Linked DNA regions of Mus musculus: all the other regions are linked to region 1. Evidence: chromatin contacts called from public promoter capture Hi-C data. All regions are on one chromosome and are shown on one strand. Each heading gives the region's core, a stretch centred on a gene start, on an enhancer-like site or on the middle of the called end of the contact. The rest is flanking DNA. Distances are from core to core; before and after follow the strand shown.

Evidence for each region. Promoter capture Hi-C pulls out the DNA fragments that hold promoters and counts their contacts.
Region 2: a contact with region 1 is called in a promoter capture Hi-C map of liver, with 3 times the contacts expected there. The contact joins the promoter of Pax3 here to the promoter of Ap1s3 in region 1. A contact is called at or near these places in 3 of 39 promoter capture datasets (cranial neural crest, embryonic stem cells and liver).
Region 3: a promoter capture Hi-C map of hippocampal neurons shows a contact between it and region 1, with 2.8 times the contacts expected there. The contact joins the enhancer-like site here to the promoter of Ap1s3 in region 1. A contact is called at or near these places in 3 of 39 promoter capture datasets (hippocampal neurons, liver and pre-B cells), 1 of 484 Hi-C or Micro-C datasets (B cells), 1 of 115 datasets of contacts at active chromatin or transcription factors (large pre-B cells) and 1 of 9 other capture datasets (liver).
Region 4: a promoter capture Hi-C map of pre-B cells shows a contact between it and region 1. The contact joins the promoter of Farsb here to the promoter of Ap1s3 in region 1. A contact is called at or near these places in 3 of 39 promoter capture datasets (the SN4741 cell line, embryonic stem cells and pre-B cells), 5 of 484 Hi-C or Micro-C datasets (B cells, CD4 T cells, CD8 T cells and 2 more), 2 of 115 datasets of contacts at active chromatin or transcription factors (Th17 cells and trophoblast stem cells) and 2 of 9 other capture datasets (liver and macrophages).
Region 5: a contact with region 1 is called in a promoter capture Hi-C map of pre-B cells, with 5 times the contacts expected there. The contact joins the promoter of Dock10 here to the promoter of Ap1s3 in region 1. A contact is called at or near these places in 2 of 39 promoter capture datasets (neutrophils and pre-B cells).
Region 6: a promoter capture Hi-C map of pre-B cells shows a contact between it and region 1, with 11 times the contacts expected there. The contact joins the promoter of Utp14b here to the promoter of Ap1s3 in region 1. A contact is called at or near these places in 16 of 39 promoter capture datasets (the 3T3-L1 cell line, 3T3-L1-derived adipocytes, the C10 cell line and 10 more), 8 of 484 Hi-C or Micro-C datasets (B cells, CD4 T cells, the HL-1 cell line and 4 more), 13 of 115 datasets of contacts at active chromatin or transcription factors (acute myeloid leukemia, embryonic forebrain, embryonic hindbrain and 10 more) and 4 of 9 other capture datasets (adipose tissue, embryonic stem cells, liver and 1 more).

What each region holds. Positions count from the first base shown.
Region 1 is chr1:79,669,494-79,673,641 of GRCm38.p6, reverse strand. Ap1s3 (adaptor-related protein complex AP-1, sigma 3) reads left to right here and starts at 1,670. Exons shown (of 5, transcript NM_183027.2): 1 at 1,670-1,792. The coding sequence starts at 1,790.
Region 2 is chr1:78,194,903-78,199,050 of GRCm38.p6, reverse strand. It overlaps Pax3 (paired box 3), which reads left to right and starts at 1,915. Exons shown (of 8, transcript NM_008781.4): 1 at 1,915-2,386; 2 at 3,565-3,800. The coding sequence starts at 2,302. RefSeq lists cis regulatory regions at 586-808, 964-1,196, an enhancer at 586-1,196 and a promoter at 361-2,351.
Region 3 is chr1:78,424,310-78,428,457 of GRCm38.p6, reverse strand. Farsb (phenylalanyl-tRNA synthetase, beta subunit) reads left to right here. Exons shown (of 17, transcript NM_011811.4): 17 at 3,113-3,713. The coding sequence ends at 3,264. Among named protein-coding and RNA genes, the nearest start is that of Farsb, 63 kb to the left of the region's middle. Within about 2 kb of position 2,222, at least 38 of the 459 cell types and tissues checked have an H3K27ac peak or open chromatin away from gene starts, as enhancers often do. A contact at or near this core is called in hippocampal neurons, where this site is marked.
Region 4 is chr1:78,486,761-78,490,908 of GRCm38.p6, reverse strand. It overlaps Farsb (phenylalanyl-tRNA synthetase, beta subunit), which reads left to right and starts at 2,012. Exons shown (of 17, transcript NM_011811.4): 1 at 2,012-2,124. The coding sequence starts at 2,067.
Region 5 is chr1:80,756,313-80,760,460 of GRCm38.p6, reverse strand. It overlaps Dock10 (dedicator of cytokinesis 10), which reads left to right and starts at 1,908. Exons shown (of 56, transcript NM_175291.4): 1 at 1,908-2,135. The coding sequence starts at 2,013.
Region 6 is chr1:78,656,055-78,660,202 of GRCm38.p6, reverse strand. Utp14b (UTP14B small subunit processome component) reads right to left here and starts at 2,378. Exons shown (of 3, transcript NM_001001981.3): 1 at 2,100-2,378. It overlaps Acsl3 (acyl-CoA synthetase long-chain family member 3), which reads right to left and starts at 2,378. Exons shown (of 15, transcript NM_001033606.2): 1 at 2,100-2,378.

The sequences.
Region 1 (4,148 bases), core at 421-2,920:
GCTGGGAACCTGGAGGCAGAGGGGTTTGTGGGAACCTGGGACTGGAGGCTGTAGATGCAGAGGTGCCTCTAGCTTGGTCTCCATGTTCCTCCCTATCCCTCGGATCTCCCTGGTACTGTGCCAAAGCCACCGAGGCTATCTTTGGGGTCTGTCCATCCAGGACAAGTCTTTTCCTTCAGTGTCCTGGCTTCTCTGTCAGAACAGCTTACCACCTCACCAGGGGGCAGTTTACCTGGCTTCCGGGTAATTTACAGTAGCTAATTTGTGTCTTGCTAGCCCAGCTGTTGGGGTCTCTTAGCATTTCCTGGGCTTTGTTGCAACTTGTATATCACCTATTGTTCTGTTGGGGACTGTGAGCACCAGTGACATCAGTGACATCAGTGCCCCCTCATTCATCACCAGGGCTCCCCCATAGGGCCTGGCATGAAGGAAAGGCATTAGTGGCAGGAATTCGGGAGCCCAGCTGGAGTTCTCTTTGCTTTCCTGTTCCTAGATGGGGGCTGGGGGGGCACGGGGTGTCTATATCCTGCAGATGGTTCAGATTAGATCCTGGAGAGGAATTCCGTCGACTTATGGGTCTAAGAGCCATTTAGACAAAGGTTAACCTTTAAGAGTCATTGTCTCTCTTTGGGTATATGGCGAAACCAGCCCATTCTCCCCAAATCAATCTGTGCTAAAACTCTGCTTAGAACTCGGAGACCTGGAGATTCTTTATTCCGGCTTAAAACTCCCCTAATTGTTTAGCCAATACCAAGTGGTCTGTCCTGAAACCATACACATAAGAGCAACACTAAAAGACCGAGCAGTAACACACACACACACACACACACACACACACACACACACACGCACACACACACCCCTAAAGAAAAAAGAAGCCACGATTTCAAATGAAACTGCGCCGGGGCAGGGTGGGTGGGTATACCTGGGGAAGAGGGGAATTTAAGGGAAGAAAGGGGAAAATGATGTAATTATATTTTAATTTAAATAACAAAACAGTCTAGGCCTAAAAATCAAGGGGAAGAAAAACAGCTGAAGAAAAACAAACACCACTCCCCCCCCCCCCGAGTTTCAGTACCTTAATGTAATAGAAAACTTTAAGCGGAGAGGGCTATGAATGTTCTTGAATTGCAATTTTGGTAAAAAGCAAAACAAAACTCAAGGGAGTGTGTGTGAAAACATTTTTCATGTATTTCTAGCTCTGGGAACTGCTCTCTCCCTGAGGTGTAGGGCCAGACTGCTTTTTACACTTTTCTCAGGTGTAAAGGCAAGCATCTTCTTTTGGCGGAAGGTCGCCAGTCCCATTCATGAAGCACACAACGTGGCAGCAGAAGAAGGATCGCAGACCCCAGACCAAAAGGGAAGCTGGGGCACCAGGCGCGGTCAGCGCAGAAGGTGCGCGCGCAGGTGTAAGCACTGCCCTGGGTGGGGCTAGCGGTGATGAGGGGCGTGGCGAACTGCGGGGTCCCCGTGGCGCAGGAGAGCAAAGGAAGAACCAGGGGGAGGAGGAGGGAGTGAGAAAGGGTAAAAGGGGGAGCTGGAGCGGGAGGCTTGTGAAGAGGCAGAGAAGGAGTGACACAATTTGAGGAAGCCAGGAGGAAGGTGTGTGGGAGGAGCGGAGGGGAGGAGCAGCCCGGTGCGGGGAGGAGTCTGCAAACTTTCAGTTCAAGGGCATTGTGGGAAGTAGCCATGGTCTGAGGCTAGCGCCTCACCTGTCAGCCGCCCGGGCTGCTACAGTCTCTTCTGGCCCTCGCATCCCGGGCAATCGCTGCTGTAGGGACCCGGGACCATGGTGAGTAGGGCTGAGCATCGTGATGGAGCTGGTCGAGGCGGTGCGCGCTCCAGGTGACACCTGCGGCTCCAGGGCCGAACACGCGGCTGGGGAGGGGGTACGCGCCTAACCTGGCTCTGGGTACCGCCGAGTCACAGGCGAGGGTGGCCCGGCTGCTCCGGACAGTGCAGGTCTCCCCGTTCCTGCGAGTCCCACGGACACCGGGCACCGCTCTTCATTCATTTCAGTCTCTTTCTCTGATCGCTTGGTCCGAGCCAGGCGCTGGGGATGTCGCGGGGGACCAGGTGCTTAACACTGGTAGGAAAGGATGCCTAGGGAAAGAGACGGTGATGGAATGGTGAAATAAAAATAACTTTCCAGAGCGAGGAGAACTCCCAAGCCTCAAGAAACCCGCCTGAGAGGTAATTTTTGATTTGGTGGCCTTTTTGAGGAAGTGACATTTGAGCTCCCCGAGGTGTTTTGGTAGAGCGCAGCAGTTGGAGGGGTGAGCGACTGTGAAGAGGAGAAATGAAACCCCGGTTTGTGGCTGGAGAGGCGGGAGGGATACCAGGTAGCAGTTCTTCATAAAGTAGAGTTTTGGGTTTTGATTCGCTCGAATTTTAACAGGAGTAGTGACCGTATCCATTCTACACTTCCTGAACCCTTTGATTGATGATGGAGAATGGACTGAGATGTGGGGGGGTGGGGGCGTGGGGTGGAATTCCTATCAAGATGAAAGCCCGGAGACCCGCTACACTCAGAAGTGGATATCCAGCTCTGGGTGGAAGCAATACCTGAGGTTTCTCTCGCGCTGGCTTTCTGCTGGGACAGTGACTAGTTTGGTAGCCTGTCCCACTTCCCTGGTTGTGCACACTTCCCAAATTCTCAGAGAAGTGACCTCCTGAAGGCACTCTCTGGATGCACGACAGAGAGCAGGTGACTTTAGAAAGAAGGTTGAGTTGGAGTAGTCCATTGCTGAGACACCCGGACAGATAGCCCAGAGGATGTCGGCAGGGTTCCCAGCGTGCCCATTTTTTGTTTGTTGAGGTAAATGCAGGGTGCAAAAAGGCCCCTGTAAATAACGGAGCAGCTCTCTTGGCTTGCTCAAGTTTCCCAAGGAACAAGGTACCCAGGAAGATAGCTCATTTGCCTAATGGAGGTGGGATGAAGGCTGGTTCCCAAGTATCTATGGAGCCCAAAGCTGCTTACTTCTTGAGGAAGGGGCAGGATTTGAGGTAAGGCCCTGAGTTCTAAACAGCACAAGGTGGGAGTTTTGTTTTTCTCCTCTCGTGTCAAATGACCTTCAGAATCTGGGAAGGTTCTCCAGCTTTCCCTCCAGTCCCTGTCCTCCTGTGTGTGTGTGCGGGCGCGCCTTGCTGTCCCTTGTCAGGAAATAGTGTTACTAGCACTTCTGGCAAAGCCAGCTCCTCCTCTCCATGATCTCCCGCCACCCTTGCAACCTCCAAACCAGGTGGTCATCTTTACCTGTGGCTGCTTGACCTCCATCTGGGTTTGTTCATTTGTTTAGTGGGATAGCAAACTGTTCCTAACTGATAGGACAGGTGTTCATTGGTGGCCTGGAAGCCCGGAAGGATCCCAAAGGGTTTATTAGCGGGTCATAAGATCAAACCCATTTTCATAAGGATGCTAATGCTTTTAATCTGCATTCTAAGGCTGTAGTGAAGGTTTTTTTTTTTTTTTTGAGTTCCAGTGTTTTGAAATATTAATAGCCCAACAAATCCAGCTGTCTTCTATTGGGCTAGATTCTATTGCCAAACTCTAATATGATGCTTCACGGCACCAATGTTCTTTCTCTTTCCCTCACACCCCGCCCCCTTTATTATTTACAACTGAATTAGTAAATACCTGAAGTTTATTCTTTTCTGTTTTGTTTTCTAACGCAGTAAGTATCACTGGCTCAGTAAACAGAAAATCTTTGGCGTTCTCATCGTCATGGAGACGCCCCAGGACCATGAACCAGCATACACACACACACACACACACACACACACACAAGTGCTTTAAGGAACTCCACCCTTGTCTGTGCTCAGCAGCATTTCAGCTCTCCTGCTCTGCTGTCACGAGCAAAAAGGGATCTGGTTCTATTGCTCACAAGCTTAGTAAACCCTTGCTTCTGACAGCCAGAGTGACAACTCCTTCCTCATTCCTAGATCCTATCTCTTGTTGGCTCCCTCAGAAGACACTTTCAGAAAGTGGTTCATTCTACTCTAGGCTTCATATCATGTGTGATATGAACTGCAGGCGTCATATCATGTGTGATACAAACTCCAGGCGTCATATCATGTGTGATATGAACTACAGGCATCATATCATATGTGACACGAACCCCAGGTTGGTTAGGCCCTGTTGCATCTTG
Region 2 (4,148 bases), core at 666-3,165, 1.5 Mb after region 1:
CCACAGGGTTCTAACCCTCAGGAGGGGTCCCTTTTCACTGAGTGTGCAGCCTGAATTTAACCACTTGAAATACACCTCTGGTCCCTAGTCTTCCCACTGATTAAAGCTGACCAGACAAAGTGCTAAACTCGGCTCTGCTCAACTTTGAGAGGGCAAAAATCTTGGAAAAGTCTGGTTCCTCAGATGGCAAGGGTGTATGGTGCTTTCGAAAACAAGTACCCAAACTTTGAAGGACTCCAGACCAGGGGTAGGGGGAAAGGAAGTGAGAAAGTTTCCCGCCTTGACAAATTGAATTATTTTATATAAAACTTGGTTAAGCAGCTCTGCGGGCCAACAGCTTCTGGACTCTCTCTCCACTGTGAGCTCTAATGCTCCTCCCCAAATGTGGGTGGGTGGGGGTGGGGTGTCCAGACATTTTCTGGAGTCCCCAGAGGCCCGTCTCGCCTGCTCCCAGGGTCGATAAGCCCTTTTGACTTCAGGGGGAGCAAAGAGCTACCCAGCTTTCTCCACTGGGAGTGAACTCTTAAAGGGCCAGCTCAGGGACTTTGAACAACTACACGCACGCCCCCCCCCCTTGAGTTTGCCTTAATTAGGGGGTGGGCAAGTAGGATTGGGGGCCTGAGTTCACATCAAAACTGTCAAAGGAGATGGGGGGGGGGAGGACATGGAGAGAGGGTTGGAGGATTCAGGGGCAGGAAAAATTCAAATATCATAAAAAGAAAAGGGAACTTGAAGCCCAGAAGTCATTGTTTCCTTTATTTCAAAGGGGAAAAAACCTGCCTGATTCTCATCCTTTTGATTGATTAAGGCCCTGAATACCTCTCGGCCCCAGAGTGACAGTCCCTGAATAGACTTGAGGGAATAAAGAGCAGCGCAGAACGTGGGGCTGGCACGGGAGGGGGGTGTAAGGGAGGAGTGTTCGCTGGCACTTACCAAGTTATAAATAAAAGGCTAGGCACAATGGTACCTTCTCTAAGGACAGACAGTCTTTACAACACTCCTGGCGTCATATCCTGCTGGGGACACTTCAGCTCCTAGCCAAGACGTTGCTTCTTTTATTTTTCCAGCAGTTTAGTCTGAATGCCATAATAAATTCCTGAGAACAAACGCTGCACCCGGGCAAAACCTCAACATATAGATGCAAGTGCATCGGGGATGAATGTGTACGTGGAGATTTAAAGTCCCCGCTTCTCAGAAGGGTTTTTAAACCAAGAAAAGGAGCTGGCTTCCCCATTGCTTGCAACTTGGAGCCCAGGGGAGGCCTAACCTCTTCAGTCTCTGTCATGGCTATGCCACCTGTCTTTCATTCCCAGCCTAAGAAAGACAAAAGGACCTTCTGGGCACATCTTGGACTCTTCCTGAGAGATGCCTTTCTGGGAGGCTCACATAGGGAGCTCAGGCCCAGAGGCAGACCAGAGAAAGGAAAAGGAAACACATCCGGAATTCTCTGTGCCCCTTTCCAAATTTGCTCCACCGCCATCTCCGTATTAGTAATCCCGAAGCGAAATCCACAGGTGAAAAGCAGGGGCAGACAGAGGAAATAAGGGGCGGATATAGCAAGGTTTCCAGAGAAAGGCGGAAAGAGATTAGGACAGAGTAATAGAAAACCAAGATGATCAAGGCTGAATCTCATGTAGAGGGACAGGGACACCGCGAGCCTTTTTCCATCCTCACTGGCTCTTGCCACCCAAGCTGCCTCTCCTAGTTTCAACCTGTCCACCCTTCTCTTGAGAAAGGGACACAGAGCTAGTCCCCCTCTGGGTCGGCGGAGGCCTGGGGACCGTCAGGGATGGGAAGAGAAAGTAGCTTCTGTCGCCCAATCAGCGCGTGTCTTTGCCACCCGGGACGGTCTCCTCCTCGGCCAATCGCAGCTCAGGGCTCCTGATCAAGCTTTGGGTGAAAGAACTAATAAATGCTCCCTAGTCCGGATCCCTGCACTCGGTGTCACGACGGGAGGAGACTTGGGACGTGTTCCTGCCTCGTCACCACCCTCCCTCACCCGATCTTCGCGGTGCAGTGAGCACCTTTGCCAGTAGCCCCAGCTGAGGGGCCGATCTGCTAGACTCGCACCAAACTCGTCCGCCCTGGGCTTGGGATCCTGCACTCAAGGGACTCCTCTGGAGCCTGTGGACTTGGATCTATTAGCGCCCCCCTCCCCGCGCCCCGCCTCCCTCTCTGGCCTTTTTTGGGGGAGGAGCTCTCCGAGATCCGGAGAGTTCCCGAGGGTCACCCGCCGCACTGTGCTCGCTTTTTCGTCTCGCCTTCACCTGGATATAATTTGCGAGCGAAGCTGCCCCCAGGATGACCACGCTGGCCGGCGCTGTGCCCAGGATGATGCGGCCCGGCCCGGGGCAGAATTACCCACGCAGCGGCTTCCCGCTGGAAGGTATGTTAGGGCCTCAGCTCGTCCGGATCCCCGGGCCTGGGATTGGCTGCCGCACCCCAATCCTGGTCTCCAGGGCCTCCACTCGTGCCTTACCGGGAGCCTCTTCCCGTGGTACTTCTCAACCCAAGAAGCAAAAGTGGGGAGGGGGTTCTCGTGGAGAGCGGGAGAAGCCCCATTTCACGTTCTGGCTGCAAACGGAGTGCTAAGCTCACTACAAGCTCTCGGAGCTTGCCTGGCCTGCTCCTGCCGGCTCCACTTTGCCCTGTTGTTTCGGAATTGCTGCCGTGAGAAAGGTGAACAAGCTTCGCAGCGCCGGAAGCAAGTTCTCTTTCTGTTCACCTAAAGTTGCTACGAAATTGTGCGGGCTGCGTTCACTTTTGAATAACTACTATTAGTTCGGCAAGAATTTTCCTGCTGTGAAAAATTCTGGTGGCCCTTCCTAGTTGAAAAGTTTTAGCATTGATTAGCAAATTCCACTCAACTCAAGTGGCATCTCGAAGTTTCTAAAATGGTTGGCAATGCCTTTCGGTTTGCTTAAAGGTGCTGGGAAATTTCGGGGAGGTAGAAATTACTGCAAACCCGAACCCGACCAAATAATTTGGGAAGTAAAAGCAGGAGACTGGGGTTCTGGAGGAGCCCTTCGACCTCGATCCAGAGTAAAACGTGACGTGCAAGGGCGGTCATTTCGGCAGTGGTGTCCACAGCTAGGCTCGCTGCCATTTTTATTTTTTAAGTGTAACAGGTGATACCTGCTGTCACCTGTGTCTCCTTTCGGGAGCCTCCCCAACCCTTGCCTACTATACCCTTATCGGGACCTCTGCCTTCTCAGGACTTTGAGGCAGTTATCGCAAGACATTTTAGACATCAGTCCTAGGTCTCCCTCCAACTTGCAGCACAGCCCCCCTCCCCCAAATAAAAGAGAAAATACAGTTTCTCTACAGCCAGTTACCTCATTCCGATCGCTCAATTTCCAAAAGATTATATGACCTTGCATCGGGTAATTATTTGAATAAATAGAACCTTAAGGGTCCGGGACTGGGAGCCCAGAGCTTGGTGGTTTGTGTTTTAACTGTCACAGGCAAATTGGCCAGAAGGATGCAGAATTAGGTTCTTTTTGCTGCTTTCTATTCTTCCTAAATGACTTTCTCGGGCTCTCTCCTTTCGCCATCTCTTCCCAGTGTCCACCCCTCTTGGCCAGGGCCGAGTCAACCAGCTCGGAGGAGTATTTATCAACGGCAGGCCTCTGCCCAACCATATCCGCCACAAGATAGTGGAGATGGCCCACCATGGCATTCGGCCTTGCGTCATTTCTCGCCAGCTTCGCGTGTCCCATGGTTGCGTCTCTAAGATCCTGTGCAGGTACCAGGAGACAGGCTCCATCCGACCTGGTGCCATCGGCGGCAGCAAACCCAAGGTGAGCCCGGGACCTGGTTTCGTGGACTTAGGGCCTGTGATCCAGCGGGTCCAGAGTGGGCGCGTTCTAAAGAGAGCAAGGGACTTTCAAAGGGCGCTAGTTTTCAAATCTAGGAAGGAGTGTGTGTGTGTGTGTGTGTTTGTGTGTGTGTGTGTGTGTGTGTGTGTGTGTGTGTGTAGAACTCAGTTGTTATGGTTGGTGGTGGTCCTTCTACACTGAAAAGGGCTGGCACTTTTAGCAAAGGAAGATTAACTTTAGATTTTAATGCCTGGGAGCATTAGAGCCCTCATCAAGTTATTTCCCCGATTTCCAACTTCCCACAGAGTCTTCCCACTCACTGCACTGCCT
Region 3 (4,148 bases), core at 973-3,472, 1.2 Mb after region 1:
TTCAGAGACTGACTAATTACTTTATCTTGGGCTAGTTTTAGCCTTATTTAGTGCCCCACTCTGTATCTGAACTAACACTTTGACTCATAGAACTGTTAGAGCTAATATCTTGTGATAATAAATTTAAAACCTCTTAAAAGCTCTTAAGAGAACACTAGCTTCCCTCCATCCATCCATGAGCTAAGAATGTCATCAGATACTATTCTAGGCCTGTAGAAAACCTCTACATTTCTGCCCCCTGGTGCACCATCCAGCTTAAATTCGCCTTGATTTACTATTCTGTAAAACTACAAAAGCCCTGGGAAACTGGGTTGTTGTTGGTTCTATGGTGGAACCTGGAATTTGGGGTAACAAAGGTGTATTTTCCCAGGCAGTGGTCACTCAAAAGAGTGGAGAGCTGCGGTTGACAGTAACTCTTATCTTGAAGGCCTTGGGCTCATTGCTGCCCTATGTGGGCGCTGCCCCCCTTCCCACTTTCTGTTCATGAGGCAGTTCTGACTGGGGAGTTTGATTTGATCTATAAGTTTCTAAAATACTAAGGAAGCTTCTGTTTCGTAACTTCACACGTAGTTTCCAGTTCACCTGTGGCATCTAGTCAAGTGGCTTCTTAAGGTTCTTTCTGCCCTTGATAGCAGAAGGCCCATTTGCATGCTTCCCAGTTTGTGTATTTGGAGAACAGAGCCTTAGCTTGTTCTAATTGTGAGATTCTTAGGTGGATGTTCATGCCATCATCTGAACTTATTAGAAGCGAAAACTTGAAAAATGGTAGTGAAAAATAAAGTTGTCACGGCAAGTGCAGGCGTGCAGTTGAGCAGAGTGGATTGATGATCTAGAGATTGCAAATTGGGTTCGTTACATGGAGAGTGAGGAGCCTGGTGGCTAAGGAGCCTTTGAGCAGCAGTTGTGACTTTGGGCCCAGTGAAAGTGTGAACTTTTGACATTTGAATCCTTTTTCAATACTCTTTTACCTTGGGATATGTTAAATAGTTTTGAATATGGATTTTTCTTTGTTTTTCTCTGGAAAGAGAGAAAATTGCATTTCTTGATATAAATATTTTTGTTACTATCTATCTACCTGATTAATGAACTAAAGCAAAATCTGGTCCAAGTTTATCGGCAAAGTAAACCTGGCAACTGAAGAAGAATATAACTGAATTTTACTAAAAATGCTGAATCAAATGTTGTTATATGAAGTAAAAATTCTCATTCCTTGTCTTAGGCTTTATTTTGCTAACATTGTCAGAACCAGCACATCTGGCTTAGATTCTAAAATAGTTTGGTTTTATGCTTCAGTAACAATGAATCCAATCAAATTGGAATTGAAAATAGATAAAAGGAAAGCTTCATATAGCAAGGCTGTCAGGAAGGTCTTGGGTATATCCTCTCCCGGTGGCCTTTAGAGCAAGCCAGAGTCCTCTCAGGAGTGTCCTTGTCCTCATCAGGAGCACCCTCATCGTCCACTGCTGCTGCTTATGTGTGCAGCCTTACAGCTCTGTCTACAGGGAGGACGGGTGTGGGGTGCTGAGTGCACTTGGGGAAAGCTGCCTTGGCTTGTCATCTGAAAAGTTCTCTTCATTCTGCCTTGAAGCCTCCCTCCCTCCCTCCCTCCCTCCCTCCCTCCCTCCCTCCCTCCCTCCCTCCCTCCCTGTTTTTCTTGTTGTTGTTGGGGATGTAGTTGACAGTCTTGTCTGTATGGGTAGTGTTGTCTTTTAAGTTGTATTTTCATTTCACAGGATAAGAGTGTGTCATCTTTATCAGATTTAACCATAATTACTATCCTAGCCATATTCTTTATATCTATCCAGCTTGGTTTCTGAATTGTTTTATAGCATTCTTTTCCTCAACCCTTTCCTGAGTGTGGATTAGGGCACAGAGCCAGCGGTAGCACTTAAATGGAGTTTGTGGGATGGCTTGCTTGGACTGTGAAGCAGAATCACTTAGCTTGATGAGATGTGAAAAAAATAGTTTAGCCATGTTGCTTTGGGCTGAGAATGACAAAAATCTTTTTCTGTTCTTTCCTGAGAATAGAAGCAAGTATCTCTACACCTTGACTGGGCAGTCTTTGTAACTCTTGTCTCCATGGTATTAGCCCAATAGTAGTAGAGCCCCTGTCCACCCCTCCCACTCTATATTCTTAATTATGCTGACCTTGGAGCTATTAGAGACTCAGCAGTTTGCTCCCCCATAAATAATGCACTCACTCTGAGTGGCAGACTGCAGGCTTGTGGCCCAGTTCTGCTGTGTATTTATAGTTCAGGCCAGTAAACATTTTGCTTGAATCCTTCAGGAGCTGTGGGTTTGATCCCTTTTCAAGTGGGTGTTGATAGAAATGAATCAGCATTGTTTTTTAAACTACTGCAGAGTCCAGCATGTTGATAAGCCTGGTAATTACCAGTGGCACTGGTAATTTAGTGGCTAGGAAGTGGGTGGCCCAGCTTGGTGGTTCATTTTCAGCTGGTAAAGCCTCCAGAATGGTTACTGGGTGGGAAGCTGGAGCAGAGCTCTGGCAGCAAATAAAGAGAGCTCTCTGCCTGCCTTGAAGTGAAGTCGGAATCAGCTAAGACCAGTGTGGCTCTGCTGTGGCCGTCACCGGAGCTTTACAGATGGCGTGCCCGATATGCTTAGAGGCAGATCTCTTTTCAAACAGGGACACAGGCTGCATCGTGGAGACGTGGCCTATGAGCACACGTGCAGGTCCCTGTGGCTGTGGTATTTCAGTGTGGGCTTCTTGTGTAATAAAGTGAAGTATGACATGCTAAGGAGTGAATGGAGCCACAGTTGCCTTCGTAGCCAGCAAGTACTGATGTGGGAAACCTGCTTCTGTCTGTTCTGTCCCTGGAGGCTCCTCAGTTTTACTTCTTCTCCTTGTGCCCCTAAGAAATGATGACACTCCTGCAGCCTCAAGAACAGGGCTCTTATTCTCACGATTGTTTCCTGGTGTAGCTGTTAGTGCGCCTTCATACTAGCAAGTGCAAGGGTGCGCGGCCATGCAGACAGTGGCTTAAAGAAGAACGGTTATTTTTAAAGGAGACTTGTAGGCTTTTAGTGTTAAATGGCTATTGACTTTTTTTTTCAGAAGGATCATTGATTTTTCTCCCACTCTCTGTTTCAGGTTCTGCCTTTTTCCCTGGACGGTGTGCTGAGATCTTTGTTGGAGGTCAAAGCATTGGGAAGCTAGGCGTCCTTCATCCTGATGTTATCACCAAATTTGAGCTGACCATGCCCTGTTCCTCTCTGGAAATCAATATTGAGCCCTTTTTGTGAGGTTGGTCTCTGAGTGTCCCTTTCTGCTCCTGTGGTGTCCTTCAGCCCTCTTTTACAGCACATATCCATTTGTGCGTTAATGTTTAATAAAGTGAAATGTGCTATCTGACTCCTTGCGTAGCTGCATTAGGCCAGCGTGTGGAACAGCTGGTGTGTATCTGCATGTACCACATTGGGGAGAGGTGCCCTAGACAGGCAGGGTGAGTTCTGGGAGCGGAAGTTTTGCTTGGCCTTCAGAGTATTGGTTACTTCTGACTCCTCCTGAATAGAAGGAAACAACTCATCAACTAGAACACATGTTGTACAGCCTTAAGCCTTTTCTAAACCTGATAAGTATTAATCAATAAAACATTTTAGGAAAATGTTTTCAGAATCAGTATGACCAAGCAGTGACAACCTTTCAAGTCATCTTTTTTAAGTTGATTTATATGTGAATATATGTGTATCTGAGTGGTGTGTCAGTCTGTGAATATGTGTGAGTGTTTTTGTATGTGTGTATATATACAGTTTATTACAACTTTATAAGACAAGGTTATTCGTCCTCCTCAGGATACAGATAGAGAGCACATAGACAAACTGTTACACACTCCTTAAAATGGCCACTCTTGGGGCTGAAAAGGTGCACCTGGATTTAATTCCTGAATTCCTGTCACCCACATGGCAACTTACAGCCATCTGTAAGTTTAGGTCTGACACTCTTTTCTGGTCCTCAAGGGCACCAGGCACGTAAGTGGTATATAGATATACATGTAGACAAAACACCAATATATATTTTTAAAATGTAAAAAGGGCTCATGTTTAAATGATGGACCGGATATTGGTGGTCCAGGTGGAACTGTTGCATTCTGCTGTTGAGAGGATATAAAATGATATAGCCAGGAAAG
Region 4 (4,148 bases), core at 763-3,262, 1.2 Mb after region 1:
TCTCAAAAAAGATCTGAGATTTAAATGGAAAAGAATTCTACTGATGTACTCAAAAAGGAAAACATGGTTTTTAAAAAATGTGTGGAGGAAGATTTTTAAAAAATACAACCTAAACCCCAGAATCAATAGAAAAAATAATTTAAATTGGGCTGGAACTTTGTAAATCTCCATGGGGAAATAATCCTTAAAAGTAAAATATTAAGAACTATTTCTGGTTTACTCTCCAAATAGCATTATTTACTTTGTTTCCCACATCCATCTATAATTTCTTAAAACACGCCTATAGTGACATATCAGGGGAAACAAAGCGGCATTTTAAATCCTCTTATGAAGTATGAGAGTTAATGTTATGGTCAAATGCCTGAGTTAATAGATCCCTTAATAAGTAGCCAAATACTGTTAGTTGTATGTTTCTGAGAGATGAGCATTTGAGTTGGTGAACTCAGTAAGTGCCCACTTACTGGAATTTAGGGTCAGAAAGCTACACGTGGGACTTGCCATAAGTGGAAATTAGTGCAGTGGAAAACTTATTAAGAGTTATGATGGCCTAAGTCTAGCCTCAGTTCTGCTTCCTCAAGTGAAGGGTTCTCACTTCCTCAGTGTTGGTCCTTGCTTTATTTTCTCTTGAGGAAGCAATGTTTCTGCTATGCCTTACAGGTTAGGTGAGTCCCACAGTCCATGGCTGTTTTATCTTCCTGCTTTGATGTATTTGTTTTTTCATGGCTGCTGAAAGGAAGTACTACAAACTTTTGATTTCAAACAGAAACTTGAGTCTGGTGAGGTAACTTATATTCTTGTCTTTCAGGACACCTTAAAACTCTGAAAATTTCTGGCCATCCAGAGCTACAGGATGAGTTCCAGGACTGCTTCAGCTATAGAGTTGAGCCTTTATCTCAAATCATAAAGAATAATGAATGAGATGAAACAGAACTTTGTTATATTCAAGTTCTGGAGGCAAGAAACCCAAAAGCAATTTCACTGGCCCAAATCCAAGTGTTTTGGGGGCTGCTGAATAGGCTAGGAGAGATTTCCCTCCTTATCTCTTCCAGTTTCGAAGACTACTGACTTTATTTTTTTTAGTGACCTTACTGGAATCACTGCCTTCCGCTTATTGAGTCTACAGTCAATTGCATTTAGGGCCCATCCTAATAACCTAGGCTAAGTTCCATCTCAAAACCCTTAGCTTATTCCACATAGGCTCTGATACCACATAAAGTAGCATTTGCAGGCTACACGGGATTAAGTCCTGACATCTCAGTGGCCCATGATTTGACGTACTGTCCCTCAGAGTTATTCTAAGGAGCAAATCTGCTCGTGCACTTTTTAGGCTGAGTACAGCATCTGACAGAAAAGTCCTGCGGTCTCTAACAACGCCTACCCACAGGGCTGCTGCTGCGTTCGAACAAGGCTCGGGTATAAAATCTGTAGTTTCAAGAGGGTTAAAGGATTAAGTAAAAGCCCGGCAGTGGTGGCGCATGCCTTTAATCCCAGCACTAGGGAGGTACGGATCTCAAAAGTTCTCGGAGTTCAAAGCCAGCCTAGTCTATAGTGCGAGTTCCAGGACAGTCAAGGCGACAGAGAAACCTGTCTCAAAAAAGTAAAAAAATGTGGCCTGTTAACAGACCTTGCCATTAGTATTTGCATATTCTTCTTTGCAGGAAGTCTTGCATCCGTTTACCTTGCTTTTCAAATACCTCTGGGCGGACTTCTCTACCTGGAAGTCCTTCCCACCAATCTAGCGCTCCGCCTACCCAACTTGGCATCTTCCCTAGGGCTTTGGGAAGCATCCAGGCCTCTGAGGTCTGTTCTCACTCTTGCCTGTCAAAATAGAGATAATTCCACCCGATTACACCTATTTTCCAAACTTTTTGGTTATCGTCACAACAGAACTATGTTAAATAATCCAGAGAGAGGTGTTTTCCTATATTCGGCTGGAAAACGGATGTGCAAATGGTTGAATTTAGACAGGCATCACGTGAGACAGCCCAAGAGCGGAGCGTCGGGTCCTTCACTCTAGGGTCGCTGAGGCCCCGCATGTGGCGCAGGCGCAGTGTCCACGACTCGCCATGCCGACTGTCAGCGTAAAGCGAGACCTGCTCTTCCAAGCCCTGGGCCGGACCTACAGTGAGTGCCCGCCCCGTGGCTTGGGCTCGGTGCCTGGGGAAGTCTGCTCGCCCTGCAGAAGAACGTGCTGGCGGCGTTCATGCCGCTACGTGGGGTTTGGCCCGGCACGGCCAGAGTCCTCAGGGGCGCGCTGCTGGGCGAGGAGACTCGGCTGCGCTGAAGTAGCTTCTCGGAACCAGCTCCGCGGTGGCTCCGTTGCATCATCAGCGCGTGTCGGGCTCTCCGTGTCATTCATTTAGAGACCGAGCTCCAACTCCGTGCCCAGCACGGACTTTGGTGTCGGGACACAGACGAGGAAACGTACCCTGGGTTCCATCACAACTGTAGGCTGTGGAACCAGATTGACAGCGAAGGGGAGACGTTTAAGAAAGATGCGGGTCTCACTATGTAGCCCAGGCTGTTTTCGAACTGTCGGTCTTCTTGCCTCAGTTTCTGAGTGCTGGGATAACAAGCGTGTGCCACCAAGCCCGGCATTGGCTTTATTTTAGTGTTGACCAGGCTCCAGAAGTGTGTCAGGCAGTGTTTGGGAGTAGAGCTGTGCACATGACACATACATGAGAAAAATAACAAACCATGATGTTAGTAAAACGGTTTATTGGACATGCTAAATGTTTCTGGGAAAGGAAACCAGGTTTTGTGCAGGGGTAGCATTTGATAGTTAACATTGATTTGACCCCTAAATGGAATCACTTCTATGGGCTTAGCATTCATGACACACTTCCCTCTTTCTCAGTTCTAAAACTAAACCATTGTGGGGGGGGGGGGAAGGGAGGTAAATATTAGTCAAATTATCATTTCCAACACAGATGTAGTAAGTTGAAATGGTATCAGCCTCACCCTGTAGTTATCAGCTTCTATAAAGGTCAGAGCGAGTGTTTTATGAGAGCCTCCTTGTTTTTGAGTATTAGAGGCCAAAATTAGAGGACAAAATGGAGCAGGTTCATAACACCACAGTACTGATGTCGTACAAGTAAACTTTTAAGATTTTTTTTTCCTAAGGATGGACTTTAGATATTACTCACCCCCTGTGTTTGTCGGATTTTGTCGTTGTTCTTTTGGAGACAGAACCTTATTCTGAAGTCCAGGCTGACTCTAAACTTGTGGCAATCCTCCTGACTCAGTCTCCCAAGTGATACAATTATAGTTGTGACCAAGGCCTTAGAAACAGGAAATCGCTTTGCTTTTGGAATGTGGTTTTAATTTCCTAACCAGTTTCCCTTATATAGTAAGCTTATTAATATACCTCACTTGCCCTGTTACTCTAAATCATATTCTCTCTCCTGGTGGTCACTGTCTCTGAAGTTCATATGATGGTGTGTGGCAAGATGAACAACTTGGAATCAGTTCCTAGTCAGACCCTTATCTATGGAAAAGTACCAGATTGTCCAAATTTTAAAAGACAATGAGGCTTATGACCTGCTCGCAATCATCAGATAATGTTTTAATACATTCCCTGGCTGTTTCCTTTTCCTTCCACTTTAAAATGGTGAGTGATCCAACAAGCTTGGTTTCCCCACACCGACTGTGAACTGTAGGCTCTTTTGAAATTCTTTCATACCTATTGATGGTATTTAAGGTATACACCAGATGGGTTAGTACTAATCTTCATTGTTTCTCTTGCCTTCTTTCTTGAAATCTTTTTAAATGTCAGCTCAGTGGTGGTTGGAGTTGGAAAAGGCTATTCACCAGAACAGGTAGTTTCCAAATGAAGTGTGGGTGTCATTTGTTTTTTGTTTTTTTTTTTGTTTTTTTCCATTTTTGTTTGCCTCTTTCTCTTTTTTTGTGCTCTTACATGTCACCTTATTGAGCCCTCTAGGGCTGCTGCCCATCTGAACCCCACTGTCATTTCCAGCTGCCGTCACCTTCCATTTCTCTTGGCAGTTTTTGTTGCCCAGGGCATTTCCTTTCCCCTGTTGCCCTTGGCGCAGCTCTGTCTTCCTAATCCTCCTTGCGATTGCCTTTCTGTTCAGTTGTGTTCTTGTTACTTACTTTTTGTTTGTTCTTTGATATTCATTTTCTTGTGA
Region 5 (4,148 bases), core at 659-3,158, 1.1 Mb before region 1:
AAGTCCTTTCCCCTTCAGGTTGATTTTGGCCAGAGTGTTTCAACACAGCAAAATAAGTTCAAACCTCAACTGTTGCTGTACCCAAGATGCACTCTAATACAAGTTCTACGTCCTCCTTCTCAGTTGATTCACAACATTATTGGGACATGGATAGAGGAAACACACACACACTCGTTCACAAATCCTTCCATACCAGCGGATGGTAGTGACCTCCCAGAGCTGGAGAGGGTAAAACTGGTGTCAAGAATAAAACTAAAAGTGATTTCCTGATACATGATGCAGTTGAAGACATGGTTGCATGTGCTATTCAGTGTATTGCTCTGCTCATGTTCAACTTGACACAACCGAGAGTCTCCTGGGAAGGAGGAATGACCCTCGGTTGGAGAACCGCCACTATCAAGTTGGCCTGTGGCCATATCTGTGAGAGATTGTCTTGATTGATGATTGATATAGGAAGGCTCAGCCCACTGTGGGCATCACTACCCCTGAGCATCAGGACCTTGACTGAGTAAGATAAGATGAACGGAACTGAAAGCACCCAGATCTAAGCACAATGCATCCTCTCTTCCTCAAGTTGATTTTAGCCAGAGTATTTCAACACAGCAAAATAAATTCAAACCTGAACTGTTGTACCCAAGACACACTATGACTCATGTTCTGTTACTACAGTCTTTGCTTCTAGACCATTTTTCTTTTCTTGCCATCCTCCTGCCTCAGCACTCAAGTCTTTGACTGCCTCAGACTTCCTGAGCCTTTGAGAGTCGTGCATAATCATGAGTTATTCAGTTATACTATACACCAGACAGTATTCTAAAACAGGGGGGGAAATGGTTACAGTTTGTCAAAAAGTTAAGACAGAGTCACACTGTGTGTAACCCAGATTTTCCTCAAAGAGAGCCTGTTAGCCTACTATGTGAGAAACACCAGGCACACCACAAGCTAAAAAAAATGTTTTTAACTTTAGAAAATCCAGAGGCCACAGATCCACAAAAAGGCCCTTAAGAAATCCAGAATGTCCACACAGCTCTCCCAGGAGCCTTGGTCTTTCACCCACCCACACTGGGCAGAGAACCACCCTGCATGTGACTCCAGATAAGAATTTTAGAATACTTTAATCAGATAGCTCGAGGCAAGGGTGGGGGGGGATTTGATAAGAAAGCAGAAAAATAGACTAAGAACCACCCACCCTGTCCTACTCACCCTACCCTGTAACCCAACAGCAGTTCTTATTCATCCTAATTTCCACCCTGAAATCCCTTACATTACCCAGATAGACACTAGATTTTAATTCAAATTAGTATGCAAAGTTAAGGAGGCATTTGGTAAACCATCCTATATGGTCTTATTTACAAGAGCAGTGTAGCTGGTATAGAGTAGGGACGCAGTTGAGGAAAAATTGGCGGAAGGTGTGAATTCACACCGACTATCCCAAGACCAAGTAAGGAATCTGGGTCCCCTAGAGACTTCAAAGTAAGGGGCCCAGCCACCAGAGGGATCCTTACTTAATAAAACCTCTGACCCACCTCCAAGGGTGCACAGGATACCTAAGATCAACCCTTCTCCACTTCCTAACCTCAGAATGTAGGTCTGATCCTCAAAAAAACGCCAAATCCCCAACCCTCTATGAGCATCGGATTGAGAATAGGGCGGTAAGCAGGTCCCAGCAGAGGCAGCCCGGCATCAGTACCGAGTCGCGGGTGGGCGGCGCGGGTGGAGCCACCCCCACGCGCGTCCCGCTGCAGATGCGCCCTAGCCAGGCAGAGTTGGCCGCGCCGCCCGAGAGGCGCAGAGTTTGCAAAGTCGCCGCGGAGCTTGAGCGGGAGCGAAGGGGGTGGGCAGAGTGGGGGTGCGCGCGAGAAAAACCCGCCTCTTGTGAGTTGAGCGGGGAAGAGGGGGGGAAAGGCTCTGAGTTCCGCTTCCTGAACGGCGGGTGGGTAGAACAGGCTGGCGCGGCCAGGGGACCGGCGGGACACACTCGCTCCGGGGCCGAGGCGCGAGCGGCACGGCCCGCGATGGCCGGGGAGCGGACCCGCAGGTTCACCCGGAGCCTGCTGAGACCGGGACAGGCGGCCGAGCTCCGGCACAGCGCCGCGTCTGCCGCCGCGGTGGCCGTCAGCAGCCGTCAGCAGCAGCGGGTGAGTGCCCTGCGTCCCTCGCGCCACGGCGGGGCTTGCCCAGGGACCCCAGACAGGCCTTGTCGCCAGCCCTGTGAGCCCCTGCACGGGAGCTAGCTTGTCCTCCACCCCGAATTCGCTCCCCCACAGAGCGACCCCGGAGTCACCTCCTCCAAGCAGTGTCACCAAAGAATTAAGGACCAGAGGCGCATTGGGGGACTTTAGGAACGCGGGACGCTTAGATGAGCAGCTGCGTGGGAGAGCGTGTGCCTACGTTTTAAGGGGGGTGGAGGAGGCGGGAATGCATCCAGTCTGGCTCAAGGTGACAGGGTGACAGGGACCTGGGGCGGCGGGTGGGGGCGGGATAAAGGGGTGGGGGGAGCTAAATGGATGGAACCTGTAGATCCACAAGTCTGCGCGCCCCTCTCCTCCCCGTGGAACCTAGAAAAGATGTAGTGAGCTAGCTCTTCAGCCAGACCAAAGCTGAAACCCCCACCTTCTATCTAGTGAGGAAAATCTGCAATTTGCACAGATCTCCCTCCCCCCACAGGCTGGAACCCAACCAGCCACTTTATACTGTTGCAGAAAGAGCTGGGGGAAACTGGGATGAAGGGGACGTGGGTTATTAAGTAGCCAGTGGCTTCTGGTGTGTTTTGAAGCGATTTCACGGGAATCTCCTTCCAGAAGGTTTCCCCTGGTTACTTCCTTGTCGAAATGCCTTCTAAGTATTGGGTGATTTCCGCGGGAAGTCCCTGAGGCAAAAGCCAGCATCAGGTGCCCAAATCATACCCGTGCATCACGAGATATTCATAAATTCCAGTAGGTGTCACACTAAGGGATGAAAGCAGCAAGCAGGGAGCGCACATCAACTGTGGTAGAAATGGGTAGCCCGTAGGGAGTAGCCTTCCAGCAAGAGTGGGGCTCAGCCACGGAGCTCTTGGCCTGACTTTGTTGGACCAGAATCCTCGTTGTGGGTTTCATTTTCCTTTTTTTTGCCAGTAAATACCATTAGGAATTAAACAACCCTATTTAAGAGTGTCAAAGTGTTGCCTTTGCCAGTCACCGAAGAGGAGGGAGCCAGATCTGGTCAGAGCCAGTTCCCACAGCCAGAAGCCTCTCTTAAAGCCAGAGGTCGGGAAGCTGAACAGAGCGGAAGCAAATTGCCTGGCAGAGGGACCAGAGCAGCAAATGCACAGAGGGTGGGGGGTGGGGGTGGGGGATGGGGAAGCCTGGAGTGTGAAAAGAACTGGTAGCCAGGCTGCCCTTTCCTTCCCTTTCCCTCACCACTGGCTGCAATATGCAGCTGCCAGAGACAATTCAACTGTTACCTAATCCCTTGACAGTGCCAGCCTGTGGTTTTGATATCTGTATGCATATTTTTAAGGAAGAACAGACAAACTGTCAAAAACGGGCCATTCTGAAAAGCGGGTGGAGCTATTACAGAATCAGACACACATAAGACAGTAATTTTACCTTGTAAAGCAGTGGTTCTCAACCTCTGAGTCTTGACCCTTTGGGGTTCAAAGGACCCCCCTTCCACAGGGGTTGCCTGAGACCTTTGGGAAACACAGTTACCTGACAATTCATAAAAGTAGCAAAATTCCAGATATGAAGTAGTAACAAAAGTAACTTTCTGGTTGGGGGTGGAGGAGTCACCACAACTTGAGGAACTGTATCAAAGGGTCTCAAGATGAGGAAGGTTGAGAACACTGTCTTAGGGGATTCCTTAGGTTTGTGCTTTTGTTATTCTGTCATTTGCTTTATGTTAAAATTGCTTTGCCATTAATTCATTTTAGGGACTCTTTGTAAAAACATAACAAGGTTTAGCATCCACCTCGAAGCAATAGCATGGCTTCTTTTATTTGTGTCTTGTTTTGCAGTGGATTCTCATAACGTTTCTGCAGCAATGGAATTTTTATAAATATTATGTATCCCTTCTAAACACACACACACACACACACACACACACACACACACACACCCCTCCAAGACGACCTTACATTTGAAACCCTAGTGAGGTCTTGTCACAGTGAA
Region 6 (4,148 bases), core at 1,129-3,628, 1.0 Mb after region 1:
TGAGCCACCAAACCCAGCTTAGAGCTGAAATTTTTATGTTAAGTTACTGAGTAAAATATAAGCTACAATGAATACTTTAAAAAATTATGATGCTTACTGTAAATCAGAAAAGCCTATCACTGAGGGGTAAGTGGGGTGAGGTGGGTGTTGTGAGGTGGGGACGTCTAAATCACACCTTCAAATCCACATCCATATAAAAGATTGCTGCTTCTGAGCTTTAAGCACTCTAAAGGCGGGCCTGGGAATACTCCCTACCTATCTCATTCAGATACTCCACAATTTGAACTGAGATAACAATCTGGTGGGAAATATATTAAAATAAAAAAATATATTATTATAGTTGCTCAAAAAGCTCTGAAGCGCTTGTCCTATGTACATTTAATTTCAGCCTCAGAGCACAAATTGGACATCTAGGAAAAAAATCTCACATAATCCGTTCTTAAAAAGCAGCTCCCTGGATTTCCATGTAAATCATAATGCTTGTTAGAATCTTCAATCATCCAATACTTCACCTTTATTGCATGTAACATAGGTTGCAATCACCCATTTATCTACAAAATCCTTGGCATGTAGTCTAATCCCAGCCTGAGGGCACAGGGACAGATCAACCTATCCCTGTTATATCTCCCAGCACCTGCTAAGATGCCTGACATGACTCAATGAGAAGGCTCTCCGTGAACAATTAACTGAATCAGGAAGGCGCTAGTGTTATTCCCACACACAGTGTCCTTCAGTGTGTCCTTCTTTCTTTGCTTTCTCCAAGGAGGACATCTTGGGACTCACAGGGTACCAGTCACTCGGCCCAAATGTCCTACAAATCCAGTAACTGGACTCCAAAGATACCAGGTGACCCTCTCCTGTGGCCACACTGGAGTCAAGGCACTTTATGACAGAAGAATCAGAGCCTAAGTTAGAAAATACAATCAGCCTTCAACTCTACATGTGAGGGGTGCTCAGGGAGACACCAGAAAACGCACTCTCAAGTCCCAACACTTCCCTCTCTGTAATAAGCTTTGCATGCACTTCTAGGGGCAACTCAGCAGCACCCTTCAACAACACTCAGAGCCAAAGTGCGCATACAAAACAGCCTAAAACAAACAGGAAAAACAAAAACACCAAACTACAGCTCTGCAGAACCCCTAAGACCCAAAAGAACCTAGAAACCCAAAGCCACGGAAACCATTCAAACACCAACAGAGGGCTGTTGCTACTAAAGCCATCAGAGATTTGTTCTAGATTCAGACAGGCCCTCCTGGGGCTCAAGCTTCTCCTAGTAGCTCAGATCTGGGCTAAGTTAACGTGTCCACAGTGCAGGCTCTCTCGCTGTAAAACTGAGAATGTGCGACCGTCCCGGTGGACTAACAATGTAAACATAGCCATGCACAAAGTTCTTGGTGTGTGGCCTTTAAAAAAAGCTCAGTAAATGCCAGCTCTGTCATTCTAGGCAGTTATCAATCCCCCCTCTCTAGTTTCCACTGGATTCCCAAAAACTGTCCTGCCCTTTCTAAGTTGAGGGGCTCTATGTACAAGTGATCGGAATACCTGTTCTAGAACCAGAACGGACCATACAGTTGGATCTTCATCTGTGAAATCCCATCACGGGGATCACAAGTGACCCCCGGGGCTGCCTATGTATGCATCTCATGACTGACTCGTCCGAGACTAAAACGCACTTAGGAGGAGACACCAGAGGTTCCCCACGCCATTCCCACCGCCCGCACCCGCATTTCCTGTCCCACACCCGCAGTTTTCAGGGACCCTCTGGGCGCTGGTACCTCCCACGGACGCCGCGCGGCCGCGTGGAGCGGGACGACCCCACCCACGTGCCCGCGCCCGCGGAGGAGGCCGCGGTGCATCCTTCCTCCCGCGCCCGCAGCTCCACGCCGGCGGTTTCCCCGAATCCGCGAGGACGCCCTACTCGCCACTCACCCTCCACCAACCCCCGTTTCCCCGACCCTCGCCACGGCCCAGCACCCCGCGGCCCAGGAGTCCCCTCAGGCACCGGCGAGCGGCATGCACGCTCGCCGAGTGGGAGGAGGGAGGCCTGGCCGCCATCCCGCGACCCTCATCGCCTCACAACGGGCGCTGCGCGCACTCACCGCGGGCTCCGACCCACGCAGGCCTGGCTGCTCCTCAGAGCGGCTCCTGCCCAGCGCCACCTCCTCAGGACCCTGACGCAGCTGCTGGGGCCGCCCTGCGAGACGGGGACGACCGCCTGCTGCCGGCTCAGCCTCCCGCTCTGCCGCCGCCTCCTCGTCCGAGCCCGCGACCGCGGCCACAACCGCAGCGACGTTTCCCGGGCGCCGGCTGAGCAGCGTCTGTTGAGCCGCAGTCCTGGACGCGCACCCCGGGCTGGCGCTCGTTGCATATGCAAAGAGACCGCCGCCCATTGGCCCGCGGGCGGTGGCGCGTGCGGGGCTCGGCCTATCAAATGCCGGCCTGGGGAGCGCGGTGCTGGCGGCAGGGGCGGGGCGAGGTTACTATGGGTCATTCTGCGGAGCCGCCGACGGCTGGACCCGACTGGGGCCCTCGCAGGGCGGGGATTGAGCCCTTGGGGAGGGGAGCGGCGGGACGGACCCGCAGCTACAGCAGCTGCAGAGGGGAGCTGGGCAGGGGGCGCAGGGCGGGAAGACCTGAGGCGTCCAGGGTGCCCCCGCTGAGAACTGCAAAACCCGCCTTCACTGCTGCGATGCATAAATCTCAATATAAACGAAGAAATAACCTGCTTGTTTTTTTTTTTCCCCATTCTTCTCAGGACTGGGTTCGTTATCCTAGTTTGAACACGGATTTCTAGCAAATCTTGCAAAGAGAAAAAAAAAAAAATGACGTTTGAAAATGCTTGTGAAGGGGAAAGCTCAAAGCATGCCCTGTATTATTTCTCTTGCATGGGCTTCGTTTAATGCAGCGTGTATCCCGTTTACTCGTAAATCTTCGCATACCCACATTTCATGTTTGCAAAGGATGAAACTTTACTCAAAAATAATCTTTTATCAGCCGGGCGTGGTGGCGCACACCTCTAATCCCAGCACTCAGGAGGCAGAGGCAGGCGGATTTCTGAGTTCGAGGCCAGCCTGGTCTACAAAGTGAGTTCCAGGACAGCCAGGGATATACAGAGAAACCCTGTCTCGGAAAAAAAAAAAAAAAAAAAGCTTTATGAATCTTTATGACTGTGTGTGTTGTTTAGTTTGCCATTGTATAGATCCTCTTGGACACTACATCAGGATATAGGCATTTATTTTACAACTGCCTCCCCCCACTCAAAACATTCACCCAGCAAAACACAAATGACTAAATCAGCCACTGGAGTGTAATATTAGAAAGAGACTGTTCGTAGCAGAGTTGTTTTTTCTTAACCTAACCTATTATTTAGTTGGTCTGTGAACTTTTCTTTAAGTAGGTGAAAGGTCGAGTTGCTGTGCTAGCCTCAAGCTAAGGCAGAAAGAGGCTCACTTCCCAGGACAATCTTAAAAACTCCGAGGAGGCTGCCAGGACTTGAGCTAGGTGGAGCCATGATACACTCTACAAAGCCAGCTCACTCACTCACCTTGGGCCCCTAGCCAGTCTAATTGCCTGAAAGAACAGATAGTGTTTGACTCAAGCAGCCTGCTCCTACTAGGAATTTCACATTTCCCAAGGAAACCCTGCCAATAAAAGGAATGCAGAATTTCCAGTCTACAGAGGGATGAAGATGTGTACCTCAGAAGTGGTCATTCAGAACTGCAAACCTTGAGAAAAACTAAGCAACTTCAAGACAGCAAAACTAATAGTGAACCTTCCTCCCCAGTTAACAAACATAAAACACATGTGTAGAATTCCAGGGACATCTTTCTTCGTTATCTCTTTATAGGCTAAACAATATTTTATGGGCATGTATTTACATTTAACAGAAAATACTCTTGAGATTCAAATACTGAATTGGAATATTGTCTGCTGTTTAATACTAGTTAAACAGAAATTATTGTGCTTCTGTTCACTAGGCTTCTTTGTATGGTTGTTTAGTTCTTTGTGGGAGAGTGGGAGCCAAGATCTCATGTAGCTCAGACAGGCCTGGATTTTACTATGTAGATCAGGGTGGCCTAGAATTCACAGTGATTCTAGGATTACAGGTGTGATACACCTCTTTAGGCTTTGTTTACACCTGGAAACTC